Regions from separate parts of the Sus scrofa genome. Here region 2 is linked to region 1. The links are chromatin contacts, called in public HiChIP or PLAC-seq maps. All regions are on one chromosome and are shown on one strand. The core of a region is the stretch at or near the end of the contact, and the rest is flanking DNA. Distances in the headings are between cores, read along the strand shown. Region 1 overlaps PAPOLA (poly(A) polymerase alpha). Region 2 overlaps VRK1 (vaccinia related kinase 1).

The links. HiChIP or PLAC-seq counts read pairs in DNA pulled down with a chosen protein or histone mark.
Region 2: a contact with region 1 is called in an H3K27ac HiChIP or PLAC-seq map of alveolar macrophages. The contact joins two enhancer-like sites. A contact is called at or near these places in 1 of 47 Hi-C or Micro-C datasets (fetal skeletal muscle) and 1 of 2 datasets of contacts at active chromatin or transcription factors (alveolar macrophages).

Annotation. Positions count from the first base shown.
Region 1 is chr7:117,737,942-117,745,142 of Sscrofa11.1, forward strand. PAPOLA (poly(A) polymerase alpha) reads left to right here. Exons shown (of 21, transcript XM_021099683.1): 21 at 225-2,399. The coding sequence ends at 320. Among named protein-coding and RNA genes, the nearest start is that of PAPOLA, 65 kb to the left of the region's middle. Within about 2 kb of position 4,945, at least 3 of the 83 cell types and tissues checked have an H3K27ac peak or open chromatin away from gene starts, as enhancers often do. A contact at or near this core is called in alveolar macrophages, where this site is marked.
Region 2 is chr7:117,989,459-117,996,102 of Sscrofa11.1, forward strand. VRK1 (vaccinia related kinase 1) reads left to right here. Exons shown (of 13, transcript NM_001243688.1): 4 at 1,533-1,602; 5 at 2,521-2,608. Among named protein-coding and RNA genes, the nearest start is that of VRK1, 50 kb to the left of the region's middle. Within about 2 kb of position 4,628, at least 6 of the 83 cell types and tissues checked have an H3K27ac peak or open chromatin away from gene starts, as enhancers often do. A contact at or near this core is called in alveolar macrophages, where this site is marked.

The DNA of each region.
Region 1 (7,201 bases), core at 3,695-6,194:
ATATTACTGAAATATTGCTACTTATTTGAAATTTTCTGCAACTGTTAGAATAATTTTGTAATGACAGTCAAATTCCATTTTGACATTTGTTGTGTTTTTCTTTAAAATGTTAATATGTATGATAAAGTCCTATCCATGTCTTAGGAGATAAAGCAGTGGAAAGTAAATCTCATTGTTAAGTTACAGTACTTTGAACAATGTTTATTCTTTGCTTTTATTCTCAGAAAACATCCAGTACAGACCTTTCTGATATCCCTGCTCTCCCTGCAAATCCTATTCCTGTTATCAAGAATTCAATAAAACTGAGATTGAATCGGTAAAAACAACCTCAGGGGTCCATAAACAATATCTGCCAACTCAACCTGTTGTCTTCAAATGCTGAAAAAGGAGGATGGAGGGTACAAGACTAGACATGACTGAAATGGATTAGGTTTTTTGGTGACCTCCCTTACTGGGCTAATCAGCACTTGATCGGAAGTCCAGGTTAGTATGTGAAGCCAGGAGTACTATTATTATTGTGTTAGCAACAGTTGCATTAACTATTTCAAAAAATTACTGCCTTTAAAAAAACAAAAAAACAAAAAAAAAAAAAAAAAAACCTCAAGCTATATTTGTATCCGTAATTGACATCTGGACTGGATTTATGTTTGATGCATTGTTTGGAAAATTTGCAATACAAACTGGCATAAGAATTCCTTATTCTGATGATGCACTTTTATGTATTTTTTTATTAGAAAGTAGAACTAATTTTAGATTTTCAGCTTGATGGATTTTCATTTTTTTCCTGAAGAATTTCCTTTACCATTAGTCTTCAAATTGGATGCCATTGTGTGGCGGTGTACTGTTACACTTCAGAGGAGGGGTAGGAGTACATCTAGTTCAGTCCCTGCCAGGTAGCTGTAACCTTCACAAATGAAATGTCAACTCTAGGGTATATATTTGACATTGAAAGAATAATTAGGAAATACTTTGTTTTGATGGGGTCATGATTAAGAAATGATATATTGGTTTTATTTATAGAATTGTTTAGAGTGCATACAGATCAGCGATCAGCCAGCAAATATTTTTCTTTGAGCTTGTTTAAGCTCCATATTCTTTTGCCTTCAATCTGTTGTCTTTTAAACAAACGAAGCTTTTTGCTCCCTCCCCCTTCTTGTTCTTTTCCCCTCTGCTTATGTGCATACGGTAGGACTTATTTCATCAAAGACAAAATGCCAGTATTTTCTTAAGCCATGATGTGAAACCAGTGACCCTGTGGCCACATGGCACAGAACACTAAATTTTGGTCCCATGGCTGTAACTTTAGGGTGACTAAAAATAATGCCTGTGAAACATGATATCTCTCTTGGATGGCCGTTTGATCTCTAAACATGAGGAATTTTGTACACTCCACAGAACTCCTGTCAGTAGTAAAGTTGATTTTCAATTTTAAACATGTGAGCAAAAAGGCATTTTTTCCAAGAATTTTAAACTGTATTTTTAAATGGTTGACCAAAATTTGTCAGTGAATTGTACATGTAGAAGCATTTAAAAATCATTTCTGACAAGCACTTGACATCTAGTCAGCTCTCTACTCCTTTTACATTTTGTTTTCTCCTGTCTATAGATTCAGAGCTCCTTTATGTAAGGGGACTAGTTCCTCGTAATCAGGCGACAGAATATTCATCTTTACAAACTATGAGGATGATGCCAGATGTTGATAAACTTAGTTATTCTTAATCGGGACAGAGCCAACCTAACAGATTTTTCTGATGAGCATGTTTTATGAATCCTCCATTGTGCTCCATTCTATCACATGTGCATTTTTCCTGTTAAACTGCAATGACTTCAACTCTTCCCCTGTCCTTCTAAATTGATTTTCCAAAGTTGGAGTGTAGTCTTTCCCCCCTTAGGCTATGCATTAATTGAGGCTTTCTTTTCACCATACTTTATAATGTCTAGTATACGATATTTCTACTGCCCACATCTTGGCTCTGCACAGTCACCTTGCCCTTCCTCCCACCACCTAAGAAAAGAGGGTCAGACTAACAGGTGAAGTGTACAAGGTGTCTGTGTGTTTGTGTAGCTTCAGAGTTAGATTGAAATTGCCAGGCACAGATTTAGTCTTTTGTCATTTTGTTTACACATTGGGGAAAAAGAATTCAGTTTATTAAACGTTTCATGTAACTGCACCCAAGTTTTGCCAAGCTGGGAACTTGGACCTTTTCTGTGTAGTGACTTTTTAATTCTAGTTTTCATAACCTGGAGATCAGACTGTTGCTTTCGCATGATGTACGTAGTGTCTCATGACTGGAGTTTGCTTTGTTTTATAGTATCTGTACTCCTTGTATTTTTCAAGAGCTATTTTGTAAACAGATGATGTATTTCTCCATTGAAAACACAATAAAAAAAAAACAGCACAATCCCATAGTTGGCTGGTTTCTTTTGACTGACTTTTTTTGTTTTTTTCAGTGATGTCTTTATTTCTGTTTGCAAGTTATGATATATAGCTGTAAGTGAAGATTTGCAAAATAATTTACTTTGGTTATTTTTAGAAAAGATATTTCTGGTTAATTTATACCATTAGCAGCAACTTAATATTAATTGATACCTCACATAATCAGGTATTTATTCTTATAATTGATCATTAAGGAGGAAAACATGAATATAGTACCTAATAATTAATTTTCTGCTGACTCACCCTCCAAAACATTTACTCTGTGTATGTAGACCCTGTATCTTTCTCTGTGCTTACTCCGCGCCTGTAGACGGTGTGCGGCTGATGTTGTCAAAGCAGTTGGTGCTTTAACTCTCATGTCGGCAGGTGGCACTGTTGTTGTTCAGTGAATTTCAGGATCCTGTGTTTCTCACTTTACTCAACCCAAATCAGATTCGGCTTTTTTTAAACCCTCAAGTGCTCAACATGGCATACGTCACTTACAGGTTAGAAATGAACTGCGTTGTATGGATATTTGATGGCCCACTTTTGAGTGTGGTTATCTTAAATGCTTTGAGTAGAGAGATAGACCTCCTTATAAATGAAGCCATTATTTCAAAGGACATGCAGTCCATATTTTTATTCCTGAAATTCCAAGTTCTGATACCTGTACTATCTATAAAAATATGTGACTGTAATGTGAAATAACTTTTTATTAAAATAAAATTTAACTTTTGGGACTGTCTAGTAAAAGGGAAAATGTAAAAGTTATTCTCAACTCCATTGTTAACACCTGCAGGACTGAACTTGCCGTGTTTCCTCTACCTTGATAGACACCTAAACGCGGGACTGAACATCACAACTTTCTGAGTTTTATCACCCACATGGCCTCTAATGCATCTTGCTGAAATTACTAAAATGATAATTGAAAGATGTGTGTTTTGTAGCTCTGGGTGTTTTCTGGAATAAAGTTTGTATTTTTCTAATTAACACCTCTGTTTTTTTTCCCCCACACAGAAAAAAATGTTTTAAGCTCTGCCTAGTATTAATTCTGGCTGCACTCAAGGTGGCAATAAATGATCAGCAGCTCCAAGTAGTAACTGATATATGAAGGGATAAATCATTAATATACACAAATTGTAGACCAAGCACTGGAAATAGTACCTGTTAGTGCACTTCAGTACATTAAAACAAAGACAAATTGTTTGTCTAATAAGGCGCCGAACAATTCTTTGGATATACTTTTGCCTATTTTAATTCTAATGAAAGAAGAGCTTAAGGAAAATTAGTTGCCTTTTAGCCTGAATTGTGTGTGTGTGTGTGTATATATATATATATATATATATTTTTTTTTTTTTTTTTTAATTCTCTACTTTATTTTCTGTTAGCTTTTCTTCAAACCAAAATCACAAATGGATGCTGTGTCGATGCAGACCTGAACTTGGCAAATGAAATATTAAGTGTGTTCCGTCTGGTCTTTATTATTTCCTTCCTTCTGCTGACTTCGGGTTTTGTTTGTGTGTTCTGTAATAAACATGACCTTCAGTCATATAAATAGAGACAAGTGGTCTGTTAATTCTGTGTAATATCTGTTTCTCATTTATAGAATCCATTTACCCATCCTTTCTCCATACTTATCAGTTTAAAAATACCTGTGACATTTTCCATAGCTTTAATGGCACCAAGAAAGATGGCATCAATATTTCTGAGCCATGTATTTCAGAAGTGATTGTATGTACTTCATTCCAGAAGTGATTTCATATACTTGGGAAGTCATTTCAACTTCTGTTTTTCTTCCTCAGAGACAGGCTTTTGTCTTAATGTTCTGGGAACATTATTGCAGCTGATCAAGCCGTACATGTATTTGTTGAAAGAGATGGGATTTTAAGTATGTTTTTCCTTTTCACATCCCCTCCCAATTCATCGGTCTTTCCTTGAAAGGGTGGAATTAAGGCTGTGCTCAAGTTCAAAGTTCAGAAAACTCGTGTTTGTGAAAGGTTGTGATTGTAATTGTTCTTCTTCCTTGTTACCTTTTTAAATGCTTTGCATTTTCTGATAGCTAAAAACCTTATCTACAAAGGGCACGGTATTGTTTTAGAGTTTATATGGAGTTCAATCCCCTACTATTTTAAGAAGTTAACGTTGAAAATATTCCTACTTTAAGGAATAAGATAGTGTAATCCCATTTTTTCTGTTTCAAGCATCTTTAAATTCCATTAGTCGGTGTTAAGAACGGAACAGTCTGTACTCCAGTCAAAGCTTATAATTTTTGCTGTATTTCTAAGGTACAGGATAATAATGCCTTTAATCAAAACTAGTTTCCTCCTTGCCACCCCACTTAAGAGTTTTTGTTTATACGTGTTGATTTTCAGTGAAGAGAGTAGATTTACACTCCGCAGTTCATCTTATGGGTCCCAGGATTGACCAGAGAAGCCTAAGGGCCCTCTCAGTTTTGTTTCACGTTGTAGAATAAACAGGTCTAGCAGCCCCAAAGCTGAGTCACCCTGGGAGTCAACTTGACATGACCACTTTGGTCTTAGCCGCAGAGTTCCTCTTCCCACCCAAGCACAGACATCACAGCCCTAAGAAGGTTTATCTAAGACACACTGCAGCAAAATGCATTATTTAGATGAGTGTAAATTCATCTATATAGGATTGGAGTCTTAATATTCTATAAAAATGCATTTTACCTATAAATAAAATGTTTTTCAAACAATTGCATCAATAGACTGAAATGCAAAACAGATGAAAGGGAAGTCCTGACCTATGGTGGGTTCGCGTCTTGGGCTGAGTGTGATGTAATTAACAGTTACAGTGATCAGGTATTGCCTAGTCTAAGTACCATGCATCTCAATATTTGGAACTATCCAGAAAGTATACTCAGTTTTCAATTAACTTGGATGCCTTAAATTACATATTAGTCGTGTGATTATGACCCAATTTTTTTTTTTAATCTAAGTCTTTGCAAGGTTTTTAGAAGCACTTTCTTTAATTAATTTGTAGGATGCTATTTTATTTTCCGGCTGTCTCTGTGGCATGTGAAAGTTCCTGGGCCAGGGGCTGGACCTACCCACTGCAGTGACAACACTGGGTCCTTAACCTGCACCTGCTAGGCCACAAGAGAACGCCTATAAGATAGCTTTTTTTGTTGTTTTTTGTTTTGTTTTGTTTTGCTTTTTAGGGCCACACCTGCAGGATATGGAGGTTCTCAGGCTAGGGGTTGACCCAGAGCTGTAGCTGCTGGCCTACACCACAGCCACAGCAGTGCAGGATCCAAGCTGTGTCTGCAACCTACACCACAGTTCACAGCTGCGCTAGATCCTTAACCCACTGAGCAAGGCCAGGGATCTAACCTGCGTCCTCATGGATCCTAGTCAGATTCATTAACGCTGAACCACGATGGGAACTCCAAGATGCTATTTTTCATTCACCAGTTTAATCTGAGAAAATGCAATTGGGATCATACAAAAATTGGTTGTACAGGTTTCTTTCAGCTCATTGCAGACATTTATCTCAGCCTTATATGTTTTCTAATCATGTCATACAGTCCTTAAAAATATTTTCAGAGGGTGTAATATATTTTATGGAAATGCACAGTGACGAAGTTCTCTCTGGGGAGTAAAAGGATCGGGTGCCACTGCTGTGCCCCTCTTCCATCCTCATACACATGGGTGGATATCTGGGTTCTTTTCAGGTTTTTAGACATTAAAAAGTGGGTAGATGTATTTTAATATAATAATGTAAAATGTCCCGACTTTGTGCTTGTTCCTTGTGGATGCCGTCTTTCTCTTGGCACAACACCCTCCTTACAAACTTTCACACTGTGTGGTGCCTGGTGCTATGTGATTTCCAGAAATCTGGCATGAAAATTGGTCCTTGTTTGCGTTTTCTGACTGCAGTGGAGCTGTTAATAAAGAGATTGATGATAAAGTTGTTGAAAAGAGACAGTTGGGCAGAACTGCTCCCCATGAGTGACAGAGGGCATGATCTGCCTTCACAGCCAAGAAAGGCGCCCCCAGCAGAGAGCCGACCGTGCCTGGACACTGTGCCAAGACTGTTAGAAGGAGCTTTAGTGCACTGTTAGGCTACTACATCTCTTTAATTTAGACTTGGTTCCGCCTTTCCATTTTATCTAAGTTTATGGAGTGCTCTGGACAAATGTATTTGCAAACGTGATGCACTTCCCGACTATAAAATAATTGGGAAATTCTTGAAGGCATTCATAATTCATTCGAATTTGGCTTAGTGAAATTGTTTTGGTTAGAAAATATTACAGGTTTTATAAAAAGCCAAAGTCGAGCAGTCTCCTCCAAGTCTTAAGGCAGTCAAGTCCAACGGCCTCAAGAATAAGCATTGGCTGCAGCAAGTGCTGCTTATGGACATTAAATGTCTCATTGTACATTCATCTGTGACTGCTAGTACAGCTTGGGTGGCTGGCATGCAGTTAAGCTGTGCTCTGTTTTGTGGTCTCCTTGATAGTCCACTAGAGTTTGGGGCACTCTCTAACTGACGTTAAAGATAGGGGTTCTGCCTGTACTTTTTTAAACTATCCTAGGTTACATGTTTTCCACTTTAGTTTTCTTGAATATGAGACTCCTTTGGTCAGGTTTCTCCTTTAAGGAAGTTGTTTTATTGTAGCCTTTGTTTTGTTAAATGACCCAAAAGTGGACACTTTAGTTTCTTGACAAAGGAAGTTTTTGAAAGTACGATTTTTGCCTCTGCCAAGACTGTTAGATTGAAAGTGTGTGTATCTATCACAAGGCTTTTAGAAATTTTCTAATATGT
Region 2 (6,644 bases), core at 3,378-5,877, 250 kb after region 1:
GTGACGCCTCCGCAAATAAGGGATTTGGCCACCTTCTTACATCGGTTAGTAGGTGCCAAACCCTTGCACGCCATTCTCTTCCGAGGCCAGGCCGAGGAGTACACTCACCTGTGGTGGGTAAGGCAGCTTCTTTCCTGGTTCCGATCCAGAGCTAAACACGTTCTCCGTTTGCTGCTGAACACCCATCCCGCCTGGCTCGTGCCTGACTGGGGCGCAGCGTGCGGATCCGTCTTCCGCTAAGTCCTTCGGGGATTCCTCTTTCTCTGAATTACAGGAAATCTGAGATACCGGAACTGTGTGCTTAGAGAGGCTTCGTTTAAACCTTGAGGAGCAAAATTAACCTCTGTGACAGGGAGGGTATCTTGAACGAAAAAAGGTGAACGTGTTTCAAGTATTTGCGAAAGGCATCTCCGACGTGTTTTCACAACCTTTTCTGTCCGGTGAGGGTGGTGGGCTTCACCTCTCACCTCTCCTAATGCTCCGCTGACCCTTGAACTCCAGTTACACAGATACTCTGTGCGAAGTAACTTTCTTTCCCGACTTCCTAAAAGGAAAGCAGCCCTAAAACTAGTTTAGAAATACTAGCTTCCTTATTTGAAGTTTTCTCTGTTGTTCAGAATTTTTCTCAGATTCTCAGTAAACACCATATCAATGCAGAGTACTAAATATTAAAGAAATGCTCATCAATTTTAGACAGAATATACTATTTAAAGACCTTTCTTACCCTTCCAGATTTAATTTACAAGGCAAAACTCCCAACAGGCTGATATTTTTTGTCATATGCCTTTTTGAGAATACAATTCTCTTTACAAATAATTTTAAGTGCTAATATTCCTTAAAATGAAATGAATGTAGTTCAGTTAAGTTGGTGAAAAATAATTCTTACTGAGCCTCATTTTCCTGTGGACTTTAAGTTATTATGTGGGAGGTAAATTGTAGGGCTCATTAATTTGAAAAACTGGGAATCAGTGTCAGAAAGGAATGGATGCATTACATGGACCTGCTCACTCGATCTGCAGTTGCAGAAACACTCTTCTTTGTGGTAAGGTTGGTTTTCTGCCAGCTTTGATAAACTAGATATAACAGTAATGAGAAACAGGAGAGGAGTGGGATTTTGCCACTAATTGGTTAAATCAGGTATTGAAATTTTATTAAATCTCAGAAATACTTGTAGCCCCTGGGTGAAACAGTTAACATGGTTGCTGATCTTTGCTTAAGAGAAAGCTTAATAACGATGAAAAGTTTAATGATTTTTCTTAAACTACAAAGACTGAGCTGTATTTCTGATTTTGTACAGTTTATTGCTTATATAAATGGAACTTGAGAAAAATATAAGACTCATGGACTCTTCTAGAGCATCTGAAACATTTCCGAAGAGTTTAACATAATCTTAAACCTGGTTTATGAAACAAGTATCAAAATCCTATTATTTGGGAAGAAGAATTGTTTTATTAGTCTTTTTTGAAGGTTCATTGAAAATCACTCACTAATTTTTAACTGTTGCTAGTACTAATTACCTCTTATGTTTTAAGGAACCCAGTGACAACGGACCTCTTTTTACTGAATTGAAGTTCTACCAGCGAGCTGCCAAACCAGAGCAAAGTAAGTAAGAAATATTTTACACGTATGTTTGTGCTTTTAAAATGACCACTTTTTTTGGTTTTGTTTAAGCCGAGACTTGCACCTTGGATCTTACATTATGATGTTTTGTTGTTTTTTACTTTATAAATTCTCTTGAAATAAGATTTGCTTGAAAGAATTTTGATCACTTAAGGATTTCTTTATGATAAGATTTCACTTATATTGACCTGTAGAGTAAAGTTAATAAGGAATATATGATTTAGGAAATATTGCTAAAAACTGAGATTGCACTCCAATCCGTGAGTTTGGCTCAGGGAAACCCGGATCTTTTTGAGTGTTCTTCTAAATGCTGGAGCGCTTAACTTGCAGGGTTGCTTAAGCGATGCACCGGCATGGACTGCTGAGGCGAGAGGGGCCTCCTCTAGCTCCCCTTCCTCCAGCCCCTCCCAGCTCTCCCGCCCCATCTGAAGGTGGGGAGTCTCCTGGGGGGCCGGTGTCAGGCTTGGCAGCCTCTCCAGAGAGGCTTCTGTCACTCCCAGAGCTTGATTTCTTGGTTGCGGACCTAATGAGGTAAAAAACTTTCAGATTGGGGTAAAAAATAAGTCTTTCTATGGAAACAAGTAAACATTTATCCATACTTGGAGACTCTATTTGTAATTGCAGTACTGAGGTCTGACTTCTTTAAAAAATGTTTTTTGCAATTTTTTGTTTTAAAGACAATGTTTAGGGCAGGATAACAACATTTTGTGGGTTAATAAAAATGTTTTGAATGTAAAATACTTTTCATTTATTGGTTATAATGTACTGCTCACTTTCTGTTTTATGAATGAAGGTGAAATGTATTGCATGTATAAAAGTACATTCTGTTATGAATAATTTTTTTGTAAATTTCTTCTGTCTAACAAGATTGAAATCACACGCCTGTGTTTTAACTTGCAGTTCAGAAATGGATTCGTGCCCATAAACTGAAGTACCTGGGTGTTCCTAAGTACTGGGGGTCTGGTCTACATGATAAAAATGGGAAAAGGTAAACCCGCGCATGTTCCGTTTCTCGTCTCCCTTTCGGGGCCTTCACTGTTCCGTTTGTTTGGTCAGCCTTGTGTGCCGAGCACCTGCCTGCAGCCTTGCTTGGCCTTCGCCTGGCTGTGTGCAGTGTCGTCAGCAGCGATGATCAAGTGCTCCCTCTCGTCCGAGGAGGGACTTGTACCAAGTGGTGGCAGCTGCCTGGAACCCCGCTGACAAGGAGGAACAATGCCAAACGTGCCTGCATTTTCCCCCTTAGAAATGAGTCGGCAGGGAGTTCCCGTTGTGGCATAGCGGAAACAATCCGACTAGGAACCACAAGGTTGTGGGTTCGATCCCTGGCCTTGCTCAGTGGGTTAAGGATCTGGCATTGCCGTGAGCTGTGGTGTAGGCTGCAGACGGGCCTCAGATCCTGTGTTGCTGTGGCTGTGGTGTAGGCCGGCAGCTGTAGCTCCGATAAGACCCCTATCCTGGGAACCTCCATAGTCCATGGGTGCGGCCCCAAAAGTCAAAAAAAAAAAAAAAAAAAAAAAGAAAAAAAAGAGTAAGGAAGCAAACCCAAACCTCCATTCGTTTATGTAAAAGGGAGCCCTCAGGCTGCAGTTGGCATTTCATGTTAGGTGTGTCATCTGCCCACCTCTGTGAGGTTTCAGTCTAGCTGATGAGGAAAAACAAACCTGTAGGAAACAGTGACATGCTGAATTGTGTGGGTCTGACTCTTACATGTCTTAGTTCAGAGCGGAGAGAACATTGTTGGCATAGTTGAGTTGCAGCAAACCTCCAGTGCTTTTGATGCATGATGGACACTTTAAAAACAGTGGAATGAATGCGTGGAGCGCCATGCAGCAGTGCTGGTAGCTGCGATTTGAAGAGCAGGGTTGGTTGGAACTGGGGTACGTTGGTCAGGATGCTCTCAGCTGCCGTAAGGGTAGAGCGGCTCTGCTGTCCTGAGCCGTCCTCAGGAGCCCAGGCTCCTTCTCTTGCCCTTTTGCCCCTTCGTCTTGGCTTCGCTGCCTGTTCATTCGCCGTTGTGTGGTCTCAAGGTGGCTGCCCATTTCTCGGTCGCAGGCAGATGCGGTACCCAGCAGTGGAAGCTGGAATTGCTTCTAGAGTGTTTCACTGTCCTGGCAGGGAGACCCTTCCCAGGGGTCTCTGGCGACCGCCCCCCATGTTTTCATGGTCAGGTGTTATCACTGCTCATTCTTAACCAGCCGCTGCAAGGCCGAGCTGGTCGCGGTGCTGAGGGTGGTGAAGCGCTCGGCCACGGGGAGGAGGATGGCACACCGGCCCGGAGTGGTGCCACAGGCAGCTCGGGGGCAGAGGGCGCGGGTGGGCCCCGAGCCGGGAGCGCTCAGGGAACGTGGGCACGCCCGTTGCACGTTGTTCCTTGTGGCCTTGCTGGACGAGTTGCTGTGGTTTTACGAGTTTTCTGAAGAAACGGTAGCACAAGGATGGATTAAGTTAGGAACAAGGATTCTGGAGCCAAATGCTTGTTTCATATCTGTGTCTTGCCCCTGGAAATGTGCGTGCCTAAATGGCTCCTTTTGCCTCAGTTTCCTCATCTGTGGAATAGAGTAACACCCACCCACATAATGAGGGCGGTAAATGTAAAGCCGTTAGAACACGTGTGCGTGTTAGCTTTACTCTCAGGGAGGTCTTTCTCCCTCAAAGGTGAAAACTGCTGGTGCAGAAAGTCCCTGGAAGGAAGGAATGGCATTCCCAGCGGGAGTGGCCCATGAAGACCGGCCGGGTGGCCTCGGCCGGCTGACTTGACCAGAGGAAGGGGGCACGCAGGGGCCTGAGGAGAAGGCAGTAACTTCTGAGGAGAGGAGAACGAGGCGAGGCAGGTCACTGGGGGGGGGCTGCTGGGAGCCTGGGTGTCGCAGGGGACCTGGGCAGGGGCCGCCGCCTGCCTTCCCACTCAGCTCGCTTCTTCAGAAACACTTGCTACACCGTCTCCTCAAAAGGGAAGGCTCATCACTTGTAACGTGTAGACTTCCTGTTTAGACTGAAGCTTTTACAAAGAGTCATGCTAGTTCTTAGAAAAGCAAAAAAAAAAATAGGAAGTGAGGTTGTCTTTCCAGCTCTCCCCTCCCTGCCAGAAATCCTTCCTTTCCCCCGTCACGCATTTGAAGTCATAGGAATATGGTGCTTAGAGCAGTGTCAGGCCTGTCAAAATTTTAGCTGCTGTCGTTATTAAATCATTTATACTGGTGTATATATTCCCATTATTTGCATTGTTTTATTCAAGTCCCCAGGAGAGTAAACATGGATGGTTTTACTTTAGAGGAGTTATTTAGAAGTAGCTTTCCTTAATTTAGTTCTCAGTGGTAGAAATATCCTCGCGAAAGAATGTGGTAAAAATTTCTAGGCAGTGTACAGAATCATGCTTAAGCAGATGTGTGTACCTTAGGAATGGGGAGGCGGTTAAGGGCTTATTCAGAGTCGTGGTGCCGTGATCTATAAATTAAAAACCAAGGTCTACTTCAGGTGAAGTATAATGAGTCTCAGGTTGAATTAAGCAATTAGGGTTTAGCTCCCTCTCAGAGCGTCAGCAGAGATTGTGTTTTTGTTGCCTGTGTATTATTTTATAATAATTATACAGTCACATCACTTATTTCTAAAAGCAAACATGTGCATGTGTCCTGGGTCTCATCCCTCAACCTTTTAAAACTTGTTAGACAGAGGAAATCAGGAAGTCAAAATTACTGTTTCCTCTTATTACCTTAGAGGTCAGCGTGCTGAAAATCTTACGTGAGTTAACACATGTTGCCACTAATTATATGACTCTGGACAAATCACTTGACCTCTGTAGGCATTAATTTTATCAAAAGATGTTTAGAAAGATGATCTCTAATTCTCTTCCAGTTCAAGAATAAGTAAAATCTTGAACTTTTTATTTGGCATGTTGTCTTTTAATGTTCACTCTTCCTTCTCTATCAAACTTGTCATATTGTGTTTTTTATCTTAGCCTAAAACACATAAATGGGGTTTCTGCATCGTACTTGTGTTTATTGATCATTTATATTTAATGTGGTGGTCAAAAGCATGGTTCCACTTCCTAGAGGACCAATTCCTAATGATCAGTTGCTTCTGCTGTGAACTGGGGTTCATAGGATCACTGCCCTCCCAAGGGTGATGTGAGGTTTAGATGCACAAATCCATCTGAGGTGCTTAGACTGGTGCTGTGATCACACCAAGCTGTGCTGTTATGATGATGTCTGGATACATTTTGAGTGTGGTCTTGGTTTTCATTGATTGATAGAATGCTGGAACCAGACAGCTAAGAATCTGGAAAACTATAGAGATAAAAGTGGTCCTCAGAGCAAAAGACGAACCCTGTTACGGCAACTTGGTGATGCTTTTCGGTACACACTGGAATATAACGTGTGGATGTTGACTCTTAGAATGTGGGTGCTGGAAAAGGCCTTGGAAGGCATGAGGCCTGCTCCCTCGTTTGGTGCCTGGGAACATTGGAGCCCAAAGAGATGTGACTTGGCCAAAGTGGCAGAGTTGGTTTGCGGCAAAACCAGCAATCTTCCCTTTCTTCCAGGACATTTATTGTTCCCGAAATCTTGTCTGTTGAGTACTTAATATACAGTTCTTTCACACCATTTAAGCAGTTTTATTGCATTTAGCTCTCGTTACAGAATCTCTTGACAGTCTTGATTTTAGCAGAATGTTAATACTGCGAAAATGTACCTTAAAAATAGAGAAGAACCGTCAAAGGCAGGAAGCTAATATTCTGAAACATAAATTAACTTGCACTCTGACAAAAATCAGGGATATCGGTCTTACTCAGACTATTTCATCGTTACCGTGAACTGATCTGATGTGTTCGCTCAGTGGGTGTTTTCTTACATTGAGTGTAGTCTCGTGTAACTTGCTGAAACCCTGGGGTCCCTAACGTCAGAGTCAGGGCAGGAAAGCTCTCTGAGATTTCCAGTTGGGAAAACCTGTTTCAAGTGTTGTCTTTCCTGATCTTTTCTTTCTTTCTAACTTTCTTACTGAACGGTTCTTTTAAAACATTATTTTGAAAG